Regions from separate parts of the Mus musculus genome. Here all the other regions are linked to region 3. The links are chromatin contacts, called in public Hi-C, HiChIP or PLAC-seq, Micro-C and promoter capture Hi-C maps. All regions are on one chromosome and are shown on one strand. Each heading gives the region's core, a stretch centred on a gene start, on an enhancer-like site or on the middle of the called end of the contact. The rest is flanking DNA. Distances are from core to core; before and after follow the strand shown.

What was found. Promoter capture Hi-C pulls out the DNA fragments that hold promoters and counts their contacts. Hi-C and Micro-C count contacts between places; a contact is called where the count stands out from the background. HiChIP or PLAC-seq counts read pairs in DNA pulled down with a chosen protein or histone mark.
Region 1: a Hi-C map of the HPC-7 cell line shows a contact between it and region 3, with 3 times the contacts expected there. The contact joins the enhancer-like site here to the promoter of Gmeb2 in region 3. A contact is called at or near these places in 2 of 39 promoter capture datasets (the C10 cell line and embryonic stem cells), 1 of 484 Hi-C or Micro-C datasets (the HPC-7 cell line) and 1 of 115 datasets of contacts at active chromatin or transcription factors (bone marrow-derived macrophages).
Region 2: a contact with region 3 is called in a promoter capture Hi-C map of neutrophils, with 2.6 times the contacts expected there. The contact joins the promoter of Slco4a1 here to the promoter of Gmeb2 in region 3. A contact is called at or near these places in 1 of 39 promoter capture datasets (neutrophils), 1 of 484 Hi-C or Micro-C datasets (the HPC-7 cell line) and 1 of 115 datasets of contacts at active chromatin or transcription factors (bone marrow-derived macrophages).
Region 4: a promoter capture Hi-C map of fetal liver shows a contact between it and region 3, with 2.7 times the contacts expected there. The contact joins the promoter of Polr3k here to the promoter of Gmeb2 in region 3. A contact is called at or near these places in 1 of 39 promoter capture datasets (fetal liver), 1 of 115 datasets of contacts at active chromatin or transcription factors (astrocytes) and 1 of 9 other capture datasets (liver).
Region 5: a contact with region 3 is called in an H3K27ac HiChIP or PLAC-seq map of extraembryonic endoderm stem cells, with 6 times the contacts expected there. The contact joins the promoter of Pcmtd2 here to the promoter of Gmeb2 in region 3. A contact is called at or near these places in 1 of 39 promoter capture datasets (embryonic stem cells), 2 of 115 datasets of contacts at active chromatin or transcription factors (extraembryonic endoderm stem cells and pancreatic cancer cells) and 1 of 9 other capture datasets (liver).
Region 6: a contact with region 3 is called in a Hi-C map of muscle stem cells, with 4 times the contacts expected there. The contact joins the promoter of Gid8 here to the promoter of Gmeb2 in region 3. A contact is called at or near these places in 2 of 39 promoter capture datasets (erythroid cells and fetal liver), 3 of 484 Hi-C or Micro-C datasets (embryonic stem cells, erythroblasts and muscle stem cells), 4 of 115 datasets of contacts at active chromatin or transcription factors (bone marrow-derived macrophages, embryonic stem cells, extraembryonic endoderm stem cells and 1 more) and 1 of 9 other capture datasets (adipose tissue).
Region 7: a Micro-C map of embryonic stem cells shows a contact between it and region 3, with 7 times the contacts expected there. The contact joins the promoter of Mrgbp here to the promoter of Gmeb2 in region 3. A contact is called at or near these places in 3 of 39 promoter capture datasets (cranial neural crest, liver and pre-B cells), 2 of 484 Hi-C or Micro-C datasets (embryonic stem cells and pre-B cells), 2 of 115 datasets of contacts at active chromatin or transcription factors (bone marrow-derived macrophages and extraembryonic endoderm stem cells) and 2 of 9 other capture datasets (adipose tissue and liver).

Annotation. Positions count from the first base shown.
Region 1 is chr2:180,436,205-180,439,366 of GRCm38.p6, forward strand. No RefSeq gene overlaps it. Among named protein-coding and RNA genes, the nearest start is that of Slco4a1, 18 kb to the right of the region's middle. Within about 2 kb of position 1,402, at least 97 of the 459 cell types and tissues checked have an H3K27ac peak or open chromatin away from gene starts, as enhancers often do. A contact at or near this core is called in the HPC-7 cell line and bone marrow-derived macrophages, where this site is marked.
Region 2 is chr2:180,454,863-180,458,096 of GRCm38.p6, forward strand. It overlaps Slco4a1 (solute carrier organic anion transporter family, member 4a1), which reads left to right and starts at 1,383. Exons shown (of 12, transcript NM_001355218.1): 1 at 1,383-1,511.
Region 3 is chr2:181,286,066-181,289,350 of GRCm38.p6, forward strand. It overlaps Gmeb2 (glucocorticoid modulatory element binding protein 2), which reads right to left and starts at 1,901. Exons shown (of 10, transcript NM_198169.2): 1 at 1,819-1,901.
Region 4 is chr2:181,862,803-181,865,842 of GRCm38.p6, forward strand. It overlaps Polr3k (polymerase (RNA) III (DNA directed) polypeptide K), which reads left to right and starts at 1,558. Exons shown (of 3, transcript NM_025901.3): 1 at 1,558-1,767. The coding sequence starts at 1,657.
Region 5 is chr2:181,836,082-181,839,145 of GRCm38.p6, forward strand. It overlaps Pcmtd2 (protein-L-isoaspartate (D-aspartate) O-methyltransferase domain containing 2), which reads left to right and starts at 1,773. Exons shown (of 7, transcript NM_153594.3): 1 at 1,773-1,903.
Region 6 is chr2:180,708,403-180,711,528 of GRCm38.p6, forward strand. Gid8 (GID complex subunit 8) reads left to right here and starts at 1,824. Exons shown (of 5, transcript NM_001289652.1): 1 at 1,824-1,948. It also overlaps a transcript of Dido1 not described here.
Region 7 is chr2:180,579,954-180,583,000 of GRCm38.p6, forward strand. It overlaps Mrgbp (MRG/MORF4L binding protein), which reads left to right and starts at 1,269. Exons shown (of 6, transcript NM_028479.2): 1 at 1,269-1,584; 2 at 2,658-3,002. The coding sequence starts at 2,855. Gm30144 (a long non-coding RNA gene) reads right to left here and starts at 1,915. Exons shown (of 5, transcript XR_001783605.2): 1 at 883-1,915.

The sequences.
Region 1 (3,162 bases), core at 152-2,651, 850 kb before region 3:
TCCCAGAGACAGGTGCCTGACACCACAGAGCCCCCCAACTCCATAATTCTGTGATTATAAGTCACTCAGACAATGTCTCAAGCTTCTGGCATTCTGGCTAGACTCCACCCCCACAGTTACCTGACTACAGCCAGGTATGCTCTTCCCCGTAGTTACCTGGAAACAGCAAGATAGTCCAGCCCACTATAAAAGAGGCTGCTTTGCCCCTTCTCAATCTCTTTAAGCTCTCACCTTTCTTACTCTCTTCTCTAGCCCTCCTTCTCTCTCTCCTTCCCCCCTCCCCCTTTCTCCACATGGCCATGGCCAGCCTCTCTCTCTCTTTCTACCCTCTCTCTTTTTTTCCTGCCTTTCTACAATAAAGCTCTAAAACCATAGACTGTCTCTGCTTATCAAGGCCCACCATGCTTGAACAATGGGATAGGCGTTCCCCTAACAAGCCACGTCTAGCCTCCCAACAGAAGGCCTTCCTGCTCTCCAGCCACGGACCGGACCAAGGACTCTCGCCCCCGTGGGAACCACCCAGCAGCCCCTCTCCCCCTGCCTTCTCCTCCCTCTGGCCCAGTGATGATGGAGTCGCCCCCCCCCCTCGGGGGCCCCCCATTTGTTCTCAGCTCTTCCGTGGTGTCCAGCGGTGTCTGGGATGCATGAGACTGAGAACCTGTTGTCTAGGACTGCCCCTTGTCCACCCCCCGCCGAGCTGGGGTTCAGTGGCTTCCTACAGCCAGACACCCACCCCGTTTCACATGGAAAGCATGCAGCAGTATTCCCACGTCCGCCTGCCCACTCCCTCTTTTGCCCATGCCCACTGCCCAACACTGCTGTCTCCTGCTGTGTCCCCTGTTATGGCTTCCGTGGCCTGCAAAACCTGGCTCACCCACATGAATGCACCAGCAAGAAGCAAGAACAGAGATGTGGAGAGGAAAGTGAGACCAGGGGTTCGGAGCTTCCCAGGACCAGAAAACCAAGCATTTCTCCCGGGACCTGGAATTTTCCACAAGCATATCTGTCTCTCATGTGACTTAGCCACATCCTCATTGCTTGAGATGACCAGACCTCCCATGCAGGAACAGGAGGAAGGGGTGTGCTCTCTGCCTTATCAAAGAACTTTTCCACTGTGGCATTTGGGCCCTTGGGCCCCTGCTCAACACTCCCCCCAACTTCCTGTGGGAACCCACATTGAGTTTCACCACAAGTTTCTGAAATGACAGCTTCTTCACCGTTGCCTAGAAAATGGGAGGGGGAAGGGGGATTGCACGCACAAAGCTGAGACCTGTGTCTCCTTCCCCTTCCCCATCAGAACCCAGGTCCAGCTTTGGCCATTACAGAATTCCCATACCTAGCCACAGCTACCATGCTGAGCCCTGGGGAAATGCCCTGTGCACCCAGATGACAGGAAGTGTCATTCAAGACCAGAATGACAGTTTTCTAAGTGCTTCCTCTGAGACTTTCAAGACAGACCATGGTGGACTTCAAACACATCAATTTTCCTTAGAAGGGCCAGGCTCTGAGTAATCCTGACATCATGTAAAGTTTGAACTATAGCCAGCCAAGCCGAGAGCAGTCAGAGCGGAGAACACTGTTACCCTAACAGAAGATAGGGGTGGGAGGGGGAACCCAGATGCCTCAAGTGGGGATGTTAGGGGTCATCTTCCACAGAGAGCACTCTCTGCTCAAGGCTCCCACCCCTACACATGGACCAGAGATTCCCATTCCTTGACCCTAAGAGCCCACACTTTGATCTTAGGAACTTGCATAGACTGACTCCTCAGGACTCCACATCCTGTTCCTTTGAAACCTCCTCATATCATAACCACAAGAACCCCTGACACTGACCCACATACCCAGGGGCTAACTTTGGGACCCAGGAACCCCTCCAGGCTTCATCCGGTGGTACCTGGAGAAGCCAAAACAGGACCTTGCTTTTCTCTACAGAGGCCCACCTTTCCCCCGACTCCTGGTTGCTGAGCAGAGTCAGGGCTGTCCACACTATCTCCAAATATCACATGTAGTTGGTCTGAAGCTTTCTGGTACAAAATCAACCCCCTGGGCACCATCCTGGGCAAGCCCCTCCATACCTATAGCCAAATAGCCACAGGAACTTCCATTTGTGTCTCCCTATGGTGACAAATACATAGTTGCTATTCGTAGTGAGTCTGACCCTGTATCACACCAGGGATGCCCTAACCCACAGACCGTACACGATGGGTGTGAATAGTTCTGCTCAGGAGTGAAAGCAAAATGGGAGCACACATGTGACTATCTGTGCTCAGGCAACACAATAGCAAGACTGAGGCCCATGAAGTCTGTCTCTGTGTGTGTCATCCAAGCTCCATCCCTGGGCCTCAAGCAAGCAAGCAAATGCTCTATCTCAGGTTACACCCCCAGCCTTCTTTTTACTTTTAATTCAGAGACTGGGACTCACCAGTTTGCCCAACTTGGTGTTTAGCTTACAATCCTGCTGCAGTCTACCATGTAGTTGGAATTCTAAGCCTGTGCCACCAGGCCTGGTGTGAAGTTAATCTTAATGTCTTTTATTTAAATCTAATAGAATCATAAAACCACCACGTCGATAAGGAAGCAATGTAAGGAATGACAGATACTCTACTCCCTTTAGCTTCTGCATCTTCAAACGTTTGTATTTTACATCCATTTCTTGTGTCGATTCAGGTACTGAGTTTTTATCATAAATACTGGACTTTGAGAGCTGGCAGGATTGCTCAGTGCATTAAGACAATTGTCACCAAGCCTGGCCACCTAAGTTTAATCCCTAAGACCCACTTGGTGGAAGAAGAAAACCAACCTCACAACGTTTCCTCTGACCTCCCTGTGTATATTGTGGCATGCACAAACCTCACACAAGATAGATAGATGGATGGATAGATAATAAATGGGTGGATTGGTAGATGGATGGATGGATAGATAGATAGATAGATAGATAGATAAATAATAAATGGATGGATTGATGGATGGATGGATAGATAGATAGATAGATAAATAATAAATGGATGGATGGTAGATGTGGTTAAAATTTTTAAAAATAGATTCTGGACTGGACTTAGAATTCACAAAATTTAGCCAACAAAGCACAATCGAAGAGGCTATGGAAACAGCTCAGTCAGCGGAGTACTTGCATTACAAGCATGGGAACCTGAGTTAAATTCA
Region 2 (3,234 bases), core at 133-2,632, 830 kb before region 3:
GAGTAGGTTCCGGCCACACCCACTCCGGGAAGACATGCTGATAAATAACAAGTCAGGCTGGAAGAACTAAGCTCAGCAGCCAGTCTCTTCTCTAGACATAAAGGAAGAGCCCTGCCTTAGCTCCCGAGGCTGCATGGAGGGTCTGTCCCCAGGCACCCTGTGACTAGTGATGTCCTCATGAGCTGACAGCAGGGTCCACACTAACTTTACTTTTGTGTAGCCCAAGCTGATCACAGACTCTGATTCCTTCTGCCTTTACTTCCCCTGTCCAGATTATAAACTCTGGATGCCTTGGAGAGTTGGGGAAGGTTATTTTGTTTCTATTGTTTTGCTTTGGTTGTTGTTCTTGGTTTTGTTTTGTTTTATTTTTATTTTTAAATCCAGACAGGATTTTATTAGGTAGCCCAGTGTGGCTCTCCCACTAAAGATTCTCCTGCATCAGCCCCATGTATGTATAGGATTATCGGTGAACATCGCCACACCTGGCTCACATGTATTTTCAATTAAATGTAATACACCCCAAAGGGAGACATATATGGAGAGTTTCTGCCATCGGCTGTTGATTGTCAGTGGTATGATGTTAATGGCTAGTGGCTGTCGGCTGTTACTTGGCTAAATTCAGACCAGCTACTGTTTTCCATTTCCTTCAGTGATGTGTTGGAATCATAAAATTAAAAAAAAAAAGAAAAATAAAAAATAAAAAAGGTTGTTTGCTTGATTTTCTGAGACTGGGTTTCTTTTGTAGCCCAGGCTGGCCTAGAACTATGAAAGTGGGACCCTTCTTCTGCCCCAGCCTTCCGAATACCCACAGGCTTACAAGCAGTAGCCATCACACTCGTATGGCTAATTATCTTAGTTTTACAGATGCGAAAACTGGCCCAGAGGGGTTCAGAAATATGTTCAAGGTCGCACAGCAGAGAACGCCTCAATTTGAAGGTGACTGGTATATTCTCTCTCCATCTCAGGTCAAGAGTACCCGGAACTGGAACCCTGTGGGCTCCTCCGGTGAGGGTGTGGTTTGGCCCAGCGCCCCGTTGCACTGAACTCACTGGTTGACCTGAGCAGAGAGTGGAGAGATCCCTTTGCCGGGCTGGAGCTGTACCCCACGCCTGAGGGGATCGCTACTCGCGCCCTCCAACGCCTCGGTTCCACGCTTGAGCAGGTGGCATCTACGACGCAGTGAGACTTGAGCCATATTTTCCTAGCCTGCAACCTCCAGAGTGTCCCCCAACAGAAAGAAATCACCGCGTGCAAAGCACTAGCTAAGTCCCGCTCTCTGTGCTGTCCCTGACCCGCCCAAGTTCCGCCCCTCCGCTCGGCCCCGCCCCGGCGCGCCCTCGCTACTGTCACCTCTGGCCCCGGCCCGCCCGAGCCTCGCTGCCATTGGTGGCGGTGGTGAGGCCACTACCCCCATCCCTGCGGGAGCGGCTTGGGCGATGAATGAAGCGGGAGTGGGCTGCGCGCGTAGTCCAGAGCGCAGGGCGCAGCGCGGCAGCCGGGTTCGTGGGAAGGTGAGTGCTCTGGGATCTGGACTGCTTTGAGGTCTCGGACCAGGATGGGGACAGGGTCTGGCTCCGTACTAGATGCCTCCTAGGTATGCCAGACTCCGACCTGCTGACGTCAGGAGCGCGGCAGGTGTTTGCGGAGGCTGGACTAAAGCGCGGCGGAGCCCCGGGTGCGTTGTCTGAAGACACATCCCGGGGAACCAATGCGGGGACAGAGTGGGCTCAAGGGAGCCGGATGCAGAATTCACCCCTTCTCACTGCACATGAGGGAAGCTGCAAGTCTGCAGTGGGGTGGGGGAAGGCAGAGCCGCTGCGCTAGAGCGAGAGGGAAGATGGGAGTGGACTTGGGGCGCAGGAAAGCGTGAGGGGGGGGGGGGGACCGCTAGAGCTGTCGGCCCAGGTTAAAGGTTTGCTAGTATACGCAGGTGCGAGCCTCTGCGGGTCTGTTCAGCGACAGATCCAGTGGCTGTGGTGGTTGTTGCTAAGACCGAGGGAAACGTGGAGCACGGAAGTTGCTCACTAGTGGCGGGCTTTGTCCCTACGAGGAGCGCGGATGCCCGGGTCCCTGAGGCCCGGTACCTTCACGCAGCTCTCCGATGCCCCCGGACGCGTGTGTACGCCAACGAGAGTTCGGGTCGCTTTGCTGCCTGATTGGCACGCTTAGCTCCAAACCCGGGAACTCAAGGCAGGGTACCTCCTTCACAGGAGAGGTGAGCATCTGTAGGAAAAATGAGATAGAGACACATAGTCGCACCTTATAGCTTGGGGCCCCAGGCGCAGTGGCTTGAGTTTAGCGTGATGAGGATTGCTGGCCTCCCCCAGACATGGCCTTGGGGTGTTTCTGTCCCAAGGTGTTGAAACTGCCCATTTGTGATGGAACTATCCCAACTTCAGGGCAGTGTTTTTTGTTTGTTTGTTTGTTTTGTTTTGTTTTGTTTTGTAGTTTAGTAAACCAAGGTAGCTGTCTAGTCAGCTGTTGTTAAAGCAGCTTGGGGCAGGTGGACGGCAGGGAAGAGAACACCTGGTGTTTAGCCGAATTATTTATAAATCTTAGCTGTGGTAATGGGGACAGCAGGCGCTGTTTGCTGAGCCTGGCATTTGCTGGCTTGGAGAGGGCTTTGGATAAGAGCAGTCCCAGGCAGCATTTTAAAGTCCCCTTGCACAGAGGAGCAGCCTGGGGCACCGGGATGTTTGGCTTGCCTAGAAATGACACAGGGGAGACCGGAGGTTTGTATCATTTGCCAGCCATTCTCTCTTCAAGAAGAGAGGAAAGCCAGGTCAGAGAACCAGCAGTTACCAGGACAGGACTATGCTGGTGGCCAAAGGTACCTACCTGTTGGCTGTGATGAGGTGCAAGACTTGCCTTGCCTGCCCACTAGGAAAGACCAACAGGTACTACCTGGATAAATTCTTCCTGGATGATCTAATTGTAGCTCATTGGGTGTGGTCCCCAAAGCAGATGCTGGACAAGCCCCAACCAGAACCTTCCCCAATACTGCAGAGGGGCCAGGCAGGCAAGACGGAGGCTTGTGACTGGGTGAAGAGAGGGGCAGGGCCTGGGCCAGGACCAGCAGCATAAAGACTTGTAAATGGGCCCAGCAGGAGAGCTACCGAGTAACTGTTTTGCAGCAGTTTGGACTCTGTCTATGCCTTGCTTCCAGACACTCAGATTTTCTCAGTTCACTGACATATGGGGCCTGTTGTTGTGAGTCCTCTTTCTGTTACAGAA
Region 3 (3,285 bases), core at 651-3,150:
CACAGTAATTGTTACTGACTAGCATTCACCAAGCAGCACATATCCTCCTGCCTCAGCCTTTTGAATGCTGGAATTACTGATGTGCACCACCACCACACCTAGCTCCAAACCTCAACAACTGGAAGCTCTTACTCTTATGAACTTCTGCTAGAAAGCATAATGCTAAGCTTTTCAGATTCCCCTTGTTAATTACCACCTGTAAATATGCCAATCAATGATCTTGGTTCTGGGCGGAACCTGGGTCTCTGGAGGATCCCTAAGGGCCAAAGGAAAGTAAAGGTTGACTTCCAGGCTACTAATCATCAATAACATCCAATCCCTGTACTACCCTGACCCAAAGACCCAAGAAACCAAGAAATATAAGCTGACTAAAACCAAGGATGATCGCATGGAAACCTTCACAAAGAAAAAGAAGCAAGAAGAAACTAGGGGCCATTTTCCAAAATAATCACAAGCTATTAAGAATGAGTCCTACCCAGAGGCAGGTAGATTTCTCATCATCTACAGCCTCATCTACAAAGTGAGTTCCAGGACAGCCAGGGCTATACAGAGAAACCCTGTCTCTAAATAAATAAATAAATAAAGTCCTAGGTTAGTTCCAGGTCAGTCTTAAATATTTTTTCCCCTCTCTCCTTTTGTCATTCTGTATGTCTTGGAACTCATTCTGTAGACCAGGCTGACCTTCAACAACATCTGCATCTGTTTCCCACATGCTCGGATTATGGCCTCAGTCTAGATACTAAGACTGTCTAGGAAGGCAGGGAGGAGGGAAGATGAAATGTAGGGACTAGTAAACCTTACCATAAGGCAGGCCCATTCCATGAGTTGGTCTCCTGGCACAGAAGGGACACCTAAATATCTTTTCAGGTAGGTCACAAAGTGGGTTAATCTATGGCCTAGGTTTGTTTTTCTCAGTCACATACGCACATACACTGACATGTTTGTTCTTGGCACTCTCCATTTTATATCCAAATGGTATGTATGTATGTGTACTCCAGGATGTCTTCCCAGAAAGCTTTCCATATTTCCTATGAAGAAACAAACTAGACAGGTAGTCATATTATCGATTTAATTTTAACTTATTAAGAATGATAATTTGAAACTGTTGGGTTTGAAATGTTTTCAAGACAGAGAACATTGGCTCAGCAGTGAAGTAACCAACTAAATACCTAAAAATGTCACCAATCGTGACTAAAACTGGGCCAACCGATTCGGTTCCCAGCAATAAGATTATCCACTCAAAATAATTCCCTCCAACCACACAGTTCTACAAATGGGTCCCCATCAACGTGGTTCCCATCTGACAGGTCCACCCTGACATGGTTCCACTGATATCAAGTACCTATCCTGATGATCCTGGCCTCTAGATTCAGTTCCAAGCCAGGGGTTCAGCAATACGGGTCCCACCCATGAGTCGTTCCCAATCTTTCCACCCGCCCTCAGGAACCCGACCCATCTGGTGCCCACCGATGGGTCCCAAACACCACCACTCCCGCCTAACCGCTCCCCACTCCTCCAGCCCCTTCCGCCTCGGCTTTCACGGACGACCCGACCCTGCCTCTGGCGAGGCCAAGATGGAGGCCGGAAGCGAGCCGCCTTCGCGAGCCCTCCCGCCAGGCGCCCGCGCCCGCCCGCCAGCCTGACGCCGCCGCGCCTGACGCCGCCGCCGCCCTCGCGCGCCCGCCGCCCCTCCCCCGGCCTCCCCTCCCCCCGCCGTAACGTCCTGACGCTCCGCAGGGACCCCTGACTGGACGGCGGCGCGTGAGCGGCGCGAGAAGCCTCGCCGCGGGGGTGCGCGGGCGCGCCGATGCCGCTTACCTGGGCCCACACGGGCCTGCTCCGGCGCCCGGCTGTGACGGGTGCGGCGGCGGGTGGTGGCGGTGGCGGCCGCAGCCTTCGCTCCTTGTTGGGGATTCGGCGGCGGCGGCGGCGGCGGCGGCGGCTCGGGCGCGCGCTTCCTAGTGACGCAACACCGAGGCCGCGCACGCACGGGCCGGGCGGGCCTGGAGACTTATTTGGCGCCCAGCGCGGAAGCGAACAGTGTGGTGAGATACTGCCCCCGTAGGACTCTTGTGCGCCTGCGCGTGTGGTCTGCGTGCCTGCCCAATTAGGTGTTCTGTGGTTCAGGCCGAGGTTTGTAGTCCTGGCGTTTGGGCTCCACTAGGGAACCGAGTATCCCAGGTGTGTGCTTTGCAACCCAGCCTCGGCCTTGCAGTGACACTGTCCTAAAACTCATGTGCGGACGTTCTTAACCATTTCTGACAGAATCGTGTTTCTTTTTTTTAAAATTGAAGGCATTGCGAATTTGCTTTTTCAAACTACTCAGTGCGGAGCGGTGTTTTCACGAAGTTGACCAACTGACATTGCAGCGGGTAGTCCAACATGATTTAAACTTTTTTTTTTTTAAACGGACTCGCTATGTAGATCAGACTGACTTGGAACTCAAAGAGCCCCGAGTTCTGAGATTAAAGTGTGTATCACCATGCCCGGCCCATTATTTAAAGTTTTAAATGAAATTTAAAAGTTAAGTGTCGGGGTTGGGGATTTAGCTCAGTGGTAGAGCGCTTGCCTGGCAAGCACAAGGCCCTGGGTTTGGACCTCAGCTCTGAAAATAAATAAATAAATAAGACAAAAAGTTAAGTGTCTTAAGTATCTTGGAGCCATAAAAGTCTCATGGAGGGCCTTGGGTGCCCGAAGAATTTCTTTTATTTTTCTAACTTGTAGGGAAGGTCGCGTATTTAAGGTAACCAACATTTATTAAGTTCCTTACAGTTGAAAGCCAAAGACAAGCAGTTCTTGTGTGGTTCAAAGGTAACATCAGGTCCTGTCAAAATGAGACTTGTTTATCTTGGCCCTGGTGGAGCCTGGGCACCCTGTTAGACATTGTAGTCTTGGCAGTAAAACCCTTACCTTCCCCACCACCCCTTGCTTTCAAGCAGCTGAAGACAGCCAATTCTAAGTGCCAAGCCAGCTCTCAGAATGTGATCACTAGAATTAAGGGCTTCAGGATCCCTGCTCTGCCCATCTTAGAATCCTTAGAGTAGAAATGGATGTCTGCTTGGACGGGAACAAGAGTTCACTGTTAACAGGGTGGCAGCTAGAATGGGAAACTAACAAGCAACATTTTCACGTAATTAACACTGTAAATAAGAGACTTGCACTTTCACTCTGAAGGAGATGAGGAAGTCTTTGTCATTGCTGTTTGTTTTGGTTATGTGAGTTTGTCATTGCAAAAATAAATGCTAATGAGATCAAATGGTCTGGCTAGAGAAGAGCTGGTGGCCA
Region 4 (3,040 bases), core at 308-2,807, 580 kb after region 3:
GTTTATTTGCCTTACATTTCCACACTGCCGTTCATCACCAAGGAAGTCAGGACTGGAACTCAAGCAGGTCAGGAAGCAGGAGCTGATGCAGAAGCCATGGAGGGATGCTCTTTACTGGCTTGCTTCCCCTGGCTTGCTCAGCCTGCTCTCTTATAGAACCAAGACTACCAGCCCAGAGATGGTCCCACCCACAAGGGGCCTTTCCCCCTTGATCACTAATTGAGAAAATGCCTTACAGTTGGATCTCATGGAGGCATTTCCCCAACTGAAGCTCCTTTTTCTGTGATAACTCCAGCTGTGTCAGGTTGACACAAAACTAGCCATAAATATTTGGCTTACATGTCAAGAGTCCATTGTTTAGGGGAGTCAATGCAGGAACTTGCTGCAGAAACAGAAGCCATTACCATGGTGGGATGCTGCTTACTGGTTTGCTCCTCATGATTTACTCAGATTCTCAGATTGCTTTTTTCTCTCTCTCCATTTTGTTCTTAGACTTACTTAAGTGTATGAGGGTTTTTGTTTGTTTGTTTTTTTTTTTTTTTGAATGCTTGTTCGTGCACCAAAGACGTGCTTGGTGCCTACGGAGGTCAGAAGAGGGCATTGGATTCTCAGGAACTGGAGGTTATGGACGTTTGTGAGCTACCATATTGGTGCTGGGAATTAAACCAGTGTTCACTATAAGAACAAGCAACAGCTGAACTATCTCTTCAGCCCCATCATTCTGCTTTCTTATATCACCCAGGACCACTGGCTTGGTGGTGACACCGCCCCCAATGGGCTAGACCCTCTCCTACCAATTTTAACTCAAGAAAATGCCCCCAGAGACTTATTTACTGGTCAATTTATGGTGACATTTTCACAATTGGGGTTCCTCTCCCTGGATATTTAGTTTGTGTATAGTTAAAGCAAACAGAAAACAACACACACATACATGTGCATGTTGCAGAATGACTGCAGAGGATTAAAGAGGCAAGGAGTTTCAAAGAAATCTGAGAAGCCAGAGCTGGGAAATATAAATGTCTATAGGAAATGAGATAAAAGAGTCAGCTGGACGTCTGTGAAAAGGAGCTGCTGGTATTTGTTACCTGCAGGGTTGAGTCTAGCTGTGTAAGTGAAAGGGCAGAATGAAACTAGGTGAAGAAATGGCCAGATGGAGGAATGGCAGGTCCAGATAGGATATCGTACGTCAGTCAGACAGCAGTTGAGACGTAGTATTAACAATGGGGACAGTGTTCCTGGGACATTTGGTTATTTTCTGTCCGTTCCGGATGAGAATATTGCGGAGCAGCATGATCCTCCTGTAACACGTCCATGGCTCGGAGTGCGGCAAGTGTCTCCTCATCACCCAGAACCTCTCACCTGGGTACTCTGGTGGTGCCAGCATTATCGGTCCAGTCCTCTTGGCGTTTCAGCTAGGGAGACGTGTGCACACGCGCAGAAACGACAGGGCTGGGCGTGCAGGCAGCATGCTATTGGCTGGATGGGAAAGGATTATCTGCGGTGACCAATGGAGTGTGCGAGGCTGCCCGCCGCAGTGCCTACTGGGAACGTCTTGAGGATCCCGGGTTGCCAGTTACGGAGCAAGTGAGACGGCTTTTGATTGGGCGCCTGCACCACGGAAGCGCCAGACAGAAGCGAGGTGTGGAAGCTGGCAGTATGCTGTTGTTCTGCCCGGGCTGCGGGAACGGACTCATTGTGGAGGAGGGGCAGCGTTGCCATCGCTTCGCCTGCAACACTTGCCCCTACGTCCATAATATCACCCGTAAGGTAAGTTCCACAGACGGGTGCCTTCTCTGCTTTCTGGGAGGCACAGCAAGCGTCGGCGCGCTCAGACCTTCCTGCAGGCTTTTGTGCTCTCGCTGCGGTGGTACCCCAAGTCCAGCAGTCGCTGCTCCAGTGGCGTCGCTCCGGCCACGTCGAAGCCCCCCCACCCCCCTCTAGCTCTCCGTTGCCCACTTTGTGATACTCCGAAAATTGTGAGAATTTTAGTTCATACCTTTTAAACCTACACTCCCCTCGTGCTGTCCTTGGCGTACCAGTCCGCGCCTCGCCTCTGATTTGAAATCCTTGGGTTCTTCTTGTGGCTCTTTTGCTCCCAGCCCCTGTCGTTATTCTAGAGAATCTTCACCATGTACGCAGTACTGTTAGGTCCTTCCTTTTGCCCGAGTCATTCTTACACAGGCACATATCACACTTATTCATTCTCCGCCTTACCCCCTACCCCCGTGTATGTGTGCATGTATGCGTCTCTGTTTCCCTCTTCCTTTCTCTCTCCCTCTCCTCTTTTAAAATAATGGCTACCTTATTTAGATTCCTGCCCTTCTGGCTGTTTGTGCATGTCTATAATTTTAGCACTTGGAGAGGCTGCGGCAGGAGAATAGGTTCAAGGCTCACCTGGGCTGCATAGCACATAGACACGCACACACACGCACGCACAGGCACAGGAAACAAACCAAACCCCAGCACTTTCAGTTTATCCACATTCCTTTTATATTTTTCACAGAATGCATTGCCTTCTAATATTTTATATCCTTGTTGCTATTTTGTGTGTGTGGTGCTTGTGTTGGAGCCCAGAAAGCTGTATTTCTAGCCCTTGGTGTTTTGTGTACCCTTCAACTCTTGTTTTGTTCCTCCTTACCTCAGTGACTGCAGGTGTGCACCACTGGGCCTTGGTGACATCTCATTCTTAATGTTTGCTCATTAGAGCTGTATGGTAGGAGTTTAGAGTCTGGATTTGTGGTAAGATGAGTTGTGACATAATTTCGAAATTAGAAGGATGCCTGATAAACTTAGGAAAGCAGCCAAAATGACCTGGGGAGTGCTGGTATACCCAGTTAAATGTCTGTCACTCCTGTTGGATTATTAGGTGTCTGAGGGGTATGAGAGAAGAGTGAGGTTTTACTAGGCTGATTTTTCTTCCTGCTCTGTCTGGTGTTTCCTTCTGTTTCTAGAGACCTTTGACATTGAACCTCTGTGCTGTTTTGGGGGACATCCCAGTCACAAGACCCCTACATTTCAGTGACTCACACTGCTCTTTGAA
Region 5 (3,064 bases), core at 523-3,022, 550 kb after region 3:
TTAATATTTTTTGTTGCTTCTAATGTTTGATGATTACAAATGAAGCTGTTATACTACCTACATGTGCTGGTTTTGTGTATAGTGGTAAATATCTAGGAATTCAAATGGTGATTTTTTAAAAAGTTTTATGTATGTTGGAATAGTTTTGTACAGCCCTGGCTAGTCTTGAACCTATTACACTGCCAAAGTATGACCTTAATCTCCTGGTCCTTCTTCCTCCACCACTAAGTGCTGGCATTACACTTGTTTGCTGTCACATCTTCTAAGACGTTGCTTAGTTCAGTAGCAAACTGACAAACTATTTTCCAGAGTATCTTTATTATTGCTCATTCCCACCAGCAATGAAAGTGATGTGCTGCTGTTGCTCTACATCCTCACCAGTATTTGGTGAATTATAGATTTTATAAATTTTGGCTATTCTAATAGGTGTGTATTGATATCTCATTGTTTTATAAATCTGCATCACCTAATGACAAATTATGTTGATATGTTCATATGCTCATTTGCCATCTGTATATTTCCTTTGCTGAGTCATATGTTCATAGCTTTTTCCCGTTTCTATTTGTGCTGTTTATTTTCTTATTGTTGAGTTTTAAGGATTTTTAGAAATCCTTTATCAGATATGTGTTTTGGGAATATTGTTTTTCAGTCTATGTCTTACCTTTTTATTCTTCTGACAGTATATTTTACAGAGAAATGATGCCAGTGTTAAAAAGATATATTTTACCTTTAAGTGTGTGTGTGTGTGTGTGTGTGTGTGTGTGTGTGTGCACATGCCTGAGTGCCTGCAAAGGCCAAGTGTCTTGGGTACTGGAAATCAAATTTGGAAGAGCTATGTCTCTATTATTTTTACACGTGGATGTCTAATTATTCCAGCATCTTTTGTTGAAAAGACCAGCACTCCTCCATTGAATTGTATTTGTTCTCTTATCAAAGGTGAGTTTACTATATTTGTATAGCTCTAACCTAAGTTTTGTATTTGATAGCATCAATTTATTTCCCCCATATGACTCTTGATTACTGTAATTTTAATAGTAAGTCATGAAATCAGATGTTGTTAGGCCTATACTTTTGTTTTGTTTTGTTTTTGATCAATATTGTGTTATCTAGTTCGGGTCTTTAGCCTTCCCACGCAAACTTTAAAAAATAGTAGAATCATTTTCTCCTCATTCGTACCACAATCAACTGCAGGTTGAGTGACTTTCTTACAGCTATTGACTCAGGCGTCCAGACTCCTTCCTTCTTGACACTACTTCCTTCAACATGTACCCTCCAAGCAGTATAGAGGAGATGTGCAATCCCAATGAAATAGAACAAAAACTCAGAACAATCTTGAAAGGTAGCCCTAAAGATCACTTAGACTTTGGTCTATTTTGTAGGTTTCTTAGAAGTGGCCAGAACTGCTGGTTCAAGGTTCAAGTGTGCAGATGGCCATCCCCTGGACCAGGTAGCCTGGCAGGGTCAGGGCCGGCAGTCATTTGTGTTGTAACTCCTGCAGGAGAGTGGACCCAATCTATCACTCTTGTTTCTTAACTCCTGCCTTTTCTACTGTGGGGGCTTTGTCCTTGAGTGGACATAAGCAGGCAAAATGCCCTTCTCCCGTCGACACGCCAGCATCTTCTCATATCATTAGGCCGGGATATGCTCGGAGACCACCTAGTGACTGACCAATCAGGCAGGGACACACTTAACTCAAACCAGTGGGTGGAAAGTGGCAGGCTCGTGGGCTGTGCCGTTGCCCCTTTAAGAGTGTCCTCCAACCGCACATGCTCAGTTCAGGTAGAGCCCGCGCACGCGCAGAGGTAGCAGCGGATGTTTACAGCGGCTGAGGTCCGTCCGAAGCGACAGAAGCGTCTGAAGAACTGCTCTCCGAGACTCAATACGGGGGCTGCTGAGCGCCGAGGTAGAGCCGTCTCTGCCCCTCGGCCCTTCCCTCCATATCCCTTCTCCAGCTCTGGTTACCCGTTCCCCAGCGTCCGTGTATCTTACCATCTCCGAGAGTTTCGAACCCCAGCGCCTGTCACCCCCGCCCCCCCATCTCCCTGCCCAGCACCTCCCTCCCCTCCAGCGTGCCCCCCCACCCCCCGCCTGTTGCTAATTCTGGGATCTGATTGCTCTAGTTCTACAACCTATTTCTAATTAAGTAGGAAATGTTTGCAATTAGCTCAAGGGCAAGTCGGGCATTGACCATGATTGAAACAAATTATACCTAGGGTGGATATTGGGAAGAAGGCAGAGTATCCTACAGAGGAGAAAAAAAAGACCCCTTTGGGGAAAGATCTAAAGTAGCTGGAGAGAACCCCTGGGGCCTGGACCCTTTGTTTCTTTATTAGGCCTGTGCCTCTGCCATCAACTCCGTCATCTTGAGTATCTGCCCTCTGCTCTCTTGGGCCCTGCACTGTTGTTCTCTGTTCTTATTGAAGACATTGCTAAAGTGGGCTCCATTACGTCTGGTAGGTTGTCTCTAGAACGAGGTATTTAAGAGGCTCAGCACTGATTATATATAAAGGGAATTGAAGTGGGCCCTCTTGAGGTGGTGGCATTTGGTCTCTCCTTTTGCCCTGGCTTTTCTCCATCCTCCTCTGAGACCTTGCTGGGAGACTTGGGAGAAGGGACTCATTTTTCTTTTTTTCTTTTCTTTTCTTTTTTTTTTTAATTTCGGTTAGTCCCAAAGCTTTTCCACGCACGAAACAGTAGGAATTGTCCCTAGTCAGTACATACTACTGGTCAGCTTTCATTCAGATGCAGACCACAAGTGATATGCATTTGAGGCACACCCTCCAAGAGTTCTGGTTTTCAAGACAAGAAGCCTTGGCTATTTTCCTCGTTCTGCTGGCAGGATGATGGTTTAGAATACATGTTCCTAGCAAGGTATCCCCTAAGAAAGTGACATCCACTTGACTGTGGGCCAGCTGTCGCAGTTTTTTCAAACGCAGTATAGATATGAAACAGGGTTCTTTAGTCCAGCTTCACTTGTGTTGTTGTTGTCCACTTGGGGTCCTGTGCTGCTCAGTTTTTTTCCTATGCCCTTTTCTTCTGTTGGCCTGTGCTAATCAGTTCTGAA
Region 6 (3,126 bases), core at 574-3,073, 580 kb before region 3:
GCACACAGCCCTGTCTGACCTGGAACGCACAGAGATCCACTTGCCTCTAGGTATGCCACCATGAGCAGCCTATGAGGCACACTACTAACATCCAAGCTACCTACACAGAGAAACATTATCTGGAAAATTCAAAAAATAAAAATTATCACCTGAGCAAAAGGAAAAGACAAAACTTGCTGGTATTTAGTGGAACTTCCCAGGGAAGCCCAAGCAGTGGAGGGGAGCATTTCACAGCCCAAAGAGAACAACAGGAGTCCGGGTGCAATCAACTGGCAAAAAAATGCCTTACATGAAATGAAGGTCAGGGTGTAGGAGAAATAGTACTGGGAGGACATATGTGACAATGTCATGCAAGCAGCAAAGATGAGCTCAAAGTCAAGCAGCTGAAGAACCCTCAACAGGAGCTAGTTTGTAGAAAAGACTAGGGGACTAGCAGATTGCTCATCCACCATCCACAGAGGCATTAACATTCTGAGTTAACCCTCTTCTCTCCTCATGATACCAGCCTCTTCCCTTGCACAAGTTTGAGTTGATAATCCAACTTTACCCAGAGTTAAAGTAAGTGCTACAAAGTTTGTCGATACCAACCTGGATAGCTTCGGGTAGAGCTATGGAGTTAAGAGACTGCCACTGTGGTCATTGTGTCTGACAGATCTGCTAAACTGGTCTTATTTTCAGTGACTCAATGAGAAGTTGCTTTCCCTGGACAGTTCATCTTTAAACAAGCACACCCAAACATCTCAGGGCGGACGGACCAACATTCCTTCCAGAAGCATTCCAGAATTTCTTTACATTACAATGACTGAATTTGCATTCACCTCCGGTAGACAATGGACACATAAATATGCAAATACCCATTTAACCGTTCCTATCCGGCAGTGTTAAAGAGCCTCCAACTTCCCCCATCCCTTACCGGAATATCTAACCCATAACAAGGCATTGGGTAAACAGGATTCGGGGTTGGGAGGAATAGGGGTCCCTTCTCCGGCGGCAGAAATCCCCTCCGCCGAAGTTCAGAGCTGGGTCCACACCATACGCCGCTAAGAAAAAAGACACTCACTGTGAGCGCCCAGAAGTAGGGAGTACCCTCGGCGGAGGGGTCCCCACTGTGAGCACTTCTGAAGCATGGATCCGCTCTGCTTCGATGATTGCCTTAGAAGTAGGGATTAACTTCGTGCATGTCCCTGAGAACCCCAGCACTAGGGAGTCACCTTTATTAGTGCCCAGAAACGAGGGAACAACAGTCTCCGCAGTCCGCTCTCCAGCGTGGCCACAAAGATCGCTCTAGGCAGGGCCGTTCTGACGCTGATCAGGCCTCGATTACAACGTTCCCGGAATAAATCCTAGGAGCTCGCTCACATCCGGAGGCCTTGTCTTTGGGACTAGAGCCTGGCGGACTACAAGCCGGGGAATGCCCTCCTCATCTCGCGCACTCCGGTGTTCACACACACCTATTACTCGCCCCACCCCCACTTCACACACACAAAAACAAGAAAAGAGCTGGGACCTTCGTTTCGAACTCAGTCTACACGTCTCCATCCCCGCGCTAGCACTCAGTACGCGAATGCCCCCGCAGCAGCCATCTTGCGCAAAAGCGATGCGAGCCTTTTGACTCTCGCGCCAACCCGTAGAGCCAGAGCCCTGCCGAAGAGTTCTGCGCAAAAACGGAAGTTGAGACCCTGGTTTCCGGCGACCGCCCGGGCGGTCGATTCGCGAGAGGATTCCATTGGTTGCCAGTTCGCATCTCGAAATCTTACGATCTCGCGAGAGGTGTCTGAGGGGCCGACGCCGGTGTAGCTACCTCCGCTCCGCGCCCCGCCCCCGCCCCCGCCGCCGCCGCCGCCTCCGCCTCCTCTATCTCCGCAGTCTCTGCCGCCCCTCCCCGGCCCCGGGAGCGGCCGCGGAGCCGCCACCCAGACACTGTCGCACGGGAGGCGGGATCCGCACGGTAAGATGGCCGCAGCGGGCCCTGACGGCCGTGCCGAGCGTCTCCGCGGGGCTCCGGGGTGGACCGAGGCGCGGAGGTCAGAGGTCGGGGGTCTGTGCCCGACAGGCTGCCCTGCCCAGGGTATCCGAAGCCCAAGGCAAGAGCGGGGATCGGGGCGGTCAGTTCTGCCCTCCACGGCCGGGCCCCGGAGCGGGAGGACTGGAGGCCGCGCTGTTAGTCCGGGTGCTGCCGGGACCCGAATAGTTACTGCAAATGTTCGCACGTCTCTGCCATTAAAGGCGCGGTGAAGGGGACAGCGGAAAGGTGAAGACGCAGCTACTGCGCTAAAAGTCATCCTCGGGGCTTAGGCTGCATCCCCGGCGACTGTGTAACCGCTGAATTTTGGGACCTCTGAGTCCTACAGAAACACTGCCCCCGTCTCTGTCCTTAGCCTTGCTTGATAACCTTTCCCGGCGCCGAGTGGAAATCGAGAGGCAAGGACCTTCTTGGGGAACATTTTTCCAACACTGATCTTTACCTTACTTCTGAATAAAAGTCGAATCGGTGAATTCTGCTGTCATCCTGTGGCATGGAGCGGCATCAACCCGGTTTAGTTTCACTTCCCGCCTCCTCCATACTACTACTACCTTTTGGGCTGCTGGGATCTTCAAGTCCGCCAGAACTAGAAATCCTGGCATGCCCCAAATTCGAAGTCTCTATAGCATTCACTGCGCAAACTCTCCACAAATGGGCTTTGGAATCGTAATGTTTTTTTAAACTTAATATCTTTTTAAAAGACTCTTGTTTAAATATCTTTCCCACAGTATGTGTATATGCGTGTTTCCCAAATTACTGTTTTTAGCGTGGGTCCCCATGACCTGTAATCCAGAGGCCTACCACACCTAACTGCCAGAGTCCTCTGCACCAGACTTGCCCTGCTCCTCCAACCTGTTTTACTTGCATCTCTCCCACGTTGCCATGCTCTCATTTCTAAGGCCTGACACTTGACATGGCAGTCTGTCCGTGCTTCTTTCTTTTCTCTTGTCCCTTCATATTCAGTCCAGCAACAGCTGCCATTAGTTAATTTGGAGGTCAAAGCTTGATCTTGGCTTCTCTTCTGATGTCCACTATACCAGCAGTAGGATATCTCTTTGTTGGACTGCTAAGCTCTTTCCATCCAGTATGCATTCCATTGTCAA
Region 7 (3,047 bases), core at 19-2,518, 710 kb before region 3:
TTTCTCACCTGAGCCCAGTCTGAACCCTTCACACTAGGATCAAGAATCCCAGCACTTGTATCTATCTTGTATAAAAGACTTAAGCAGCAGGAGTCGCAACAAATGAGAAAGGACTTGACCAGTTGGCTAGTAGATATATATCATTGTCTACTTTGTATCTGGGAAGTAAGGAGTCTTGCTACAAAGCTGATTATATCCTGGCCACCTGGAACCACCTGAAGACCTCACGGAGAAGACAAATCTGGGCAAACTTCACCAGCCATTTCTACAGAAAGTTGGTGGTGTGCCACACAGACACCTGCTCCAGACCAAAGAAATCCTTCTATCAGGTTTGAAGGAACCTCTCAGCTCCCAACAGGTGTGAATTCACTTTGAAGCTACGGGATCACACACATGATCATGGGCTAATGGTTTCTCTACAGCTCCTTGTTAGAGAGTGATAATCACAGGAGCGCTACAAAACGAACAAGCACAGCTTCCTCTTAATTCATGCTTTTGGACTAGAGAGCCTACATGTTCATGAAAATAAGAAGTTAGCGTGGGATAGTAGGCGGGGTCTTAGCTGCTGACCTTGATGCTCAGCTACTTCCTACTACCTAACAGAGAGTTCTGCAGAGACCTGCTGTGGCTTCGTGGAGAGAAAGAATGAAGTCATCCTTCTCTCCTAAACCATCCAACCTGTCTATAGGCATCAAGTCTATATTGCCAGTCACGCGTTCTGAAGTAACAGACGGATGTTTGCAAATGTCATGGCTGGTAGGATGTGGTCTGAGTACAGAGATCGCACAAACCAGAGAGGACCAGCTAGGATAGATGAGGTTGAGGGTTACATAGGGAAGCTCCCTGAAGAAGGACGCACTCCAAATTGAAGGAGTATCCTACCTGGTAGGGGTGAGACTAAGGTGGACCGGAACCAGAAGCAGTCAGCAGCAGAGTCTACCATGCCTTAGATATTCAGAGAATAACCAGGATATTATCAATCAGCTCCTGGGCACTTAATATGTGGCAGCTCTTAGGTTGGGAACTTGCTTTATGACATGTCCCAGATGGTAGATTATGCTTCACCCAGCCGTACAGTAACTAAGCCAAGTTCTGCATGCCAACCAAGCAGAGGCAAGGGCACCGCCCCTGTGAGATCATAACTCCCAGCTGCATCATATCCACATGATAGCAGTGACCCCACACCCCCTTATGAAGCTTTATTGGGCCACACCTCCCCTGTGGCATTGTGGGAACTTTTCCACCAGCTACGCTTTCACAGTGGGAAAGCTGAAGCCTGGCCACAGACTGCTGTCTGGCTCTGAGCTCTGAGCTGTCCCAGACAATGAGACAGGTCAGAGCCAGCACCCTCCATGGTTCCCTGCTGTGAGCATTGTCTGGTTACAGGCCTGAATGAGGGGCAAGTGGAGTGTCAGGACTGGATTCAAGGCTTGTGGCAGCCAGCAAGTGATCCTTATCAAGACCCAAGAGTTCAGAGCTACAGTGGCCCCATAGCACAAAGGAGAACAAAGGTTCTCAACATCTTAGTCTGAGAGGCATCAGTCAGAAAAGGGATTCTGATGCCTGGCAATGGCTGAGGAATGGGTAAGTAATGAAACCTGGATGGGTGGCAGGGTAGGACCCATGGCACAGCTGACTGGGGTGACTCAGGCCCAGAAGCAACCATGTTCTTAAGGCTGCTGTGCCCAGCCCTTGGCCCTATCCAATCCCATGTAGAGCTACTAACACCTGCCTGAAATTCTGACAGTCTGAGTTAATCATCCAACCACTTCTGGAGTGGATCCACTGTAGGGACAGAATGGAGGTACAGGTAGGTAGCAAGGCCGACAGGACCTGGATTTCTGTCTTCTGATGCCAAGGAAGCACTTAATTCTGGGACTGTCGTGCACTCAGGTCAGGGCTACTGAAAGATATACAGAGCTTCACTCCTACAAAATGTGATTGTTGGGCTTTAAATTTTTAAATTATTTATGGTGTGTGTGTGCAAGTGTGCATATACCATGGAATACATATAGAGGTTAGAATACAACTTTTTTTTTTTTTTTTACTTATTTTATTTATATGACTATGCTGTAGCTATCTTCAGACACACCAGAAGAGGGCATCAGAACCCATTACAGATGATTGTGAGCCACCATGTGGTTGCTGGGAATTGAACTCAGGACTTCTGGTAGAGCAGTCAGTGCTCTTAACCGCTGAGCCATGTCTCCAGCTCTAGAGTACAACTCCTAAGAATTGCTCCTCTCCTGCCAGCTCTAGGATCCAGGGGTGGAGTTCCAGTTATGGGCTGTGCACAAGGATCTCTATTAGATGGGCCATCTCACTAGCCCATGGGATGTTGTTGTTGTTATTGTTGTTGCTGCTGTTGTTGTTTAAACTATTTTTCTTAAACAGTTTTAGTGAGATGTAATTTACATATTGTACAATTTATCTCTGGCAAGGAGAGACACACCTTCACTTCTAGCTGAGTTCTTTTCCAAATTACCTAACCAGGTGAAGCCCAGATTTTTGGGCCGTGTGTGTCATGCTATGCAGACTTGGCTGACTCAGAACTCCTGCCTCTCTCTCCCGAGAGCTAGAATTACAGGAGTGTGTCACCACGCCCATCTGGTGCATTTTTAAAGCATAAGGTTTGTTCCCTCGCCTTCTCCGGACAGAGCCGTAGGCAGTAAAAGGTTCAACCACCAGGAGTCGCTGCTGCACCGGAAGCCAGTCTTCGCTGCGCCTGCGCGGACGCGGGCACGCGGCGTTCTCCAGCCCGGCGAGTGCGCGCCCTCCACACCAAGTGCGCCTGCGCGGAGCCTGTAGTATTTTCCCCCTTCTCGCGCCGGGCGCTCGTCAATCGCCGGCGGCCATGGGGGAGGCCGAGGTGGGCGGCACGGGCGCCCCAGGCGACAAGGGCCCAGGCGAGGCAGCCCCGAGCCCTGCTGAGGAGACGGTGGTGTGGAGCCCTGAGGTGGAAGTGTGCCTCTTCCACGCCATGCTGGGCCACAAGCCTGTCGGTGAGCGCCGCGCCGCGCACCGGCGTGGGGGTGGGGCGGGATAAA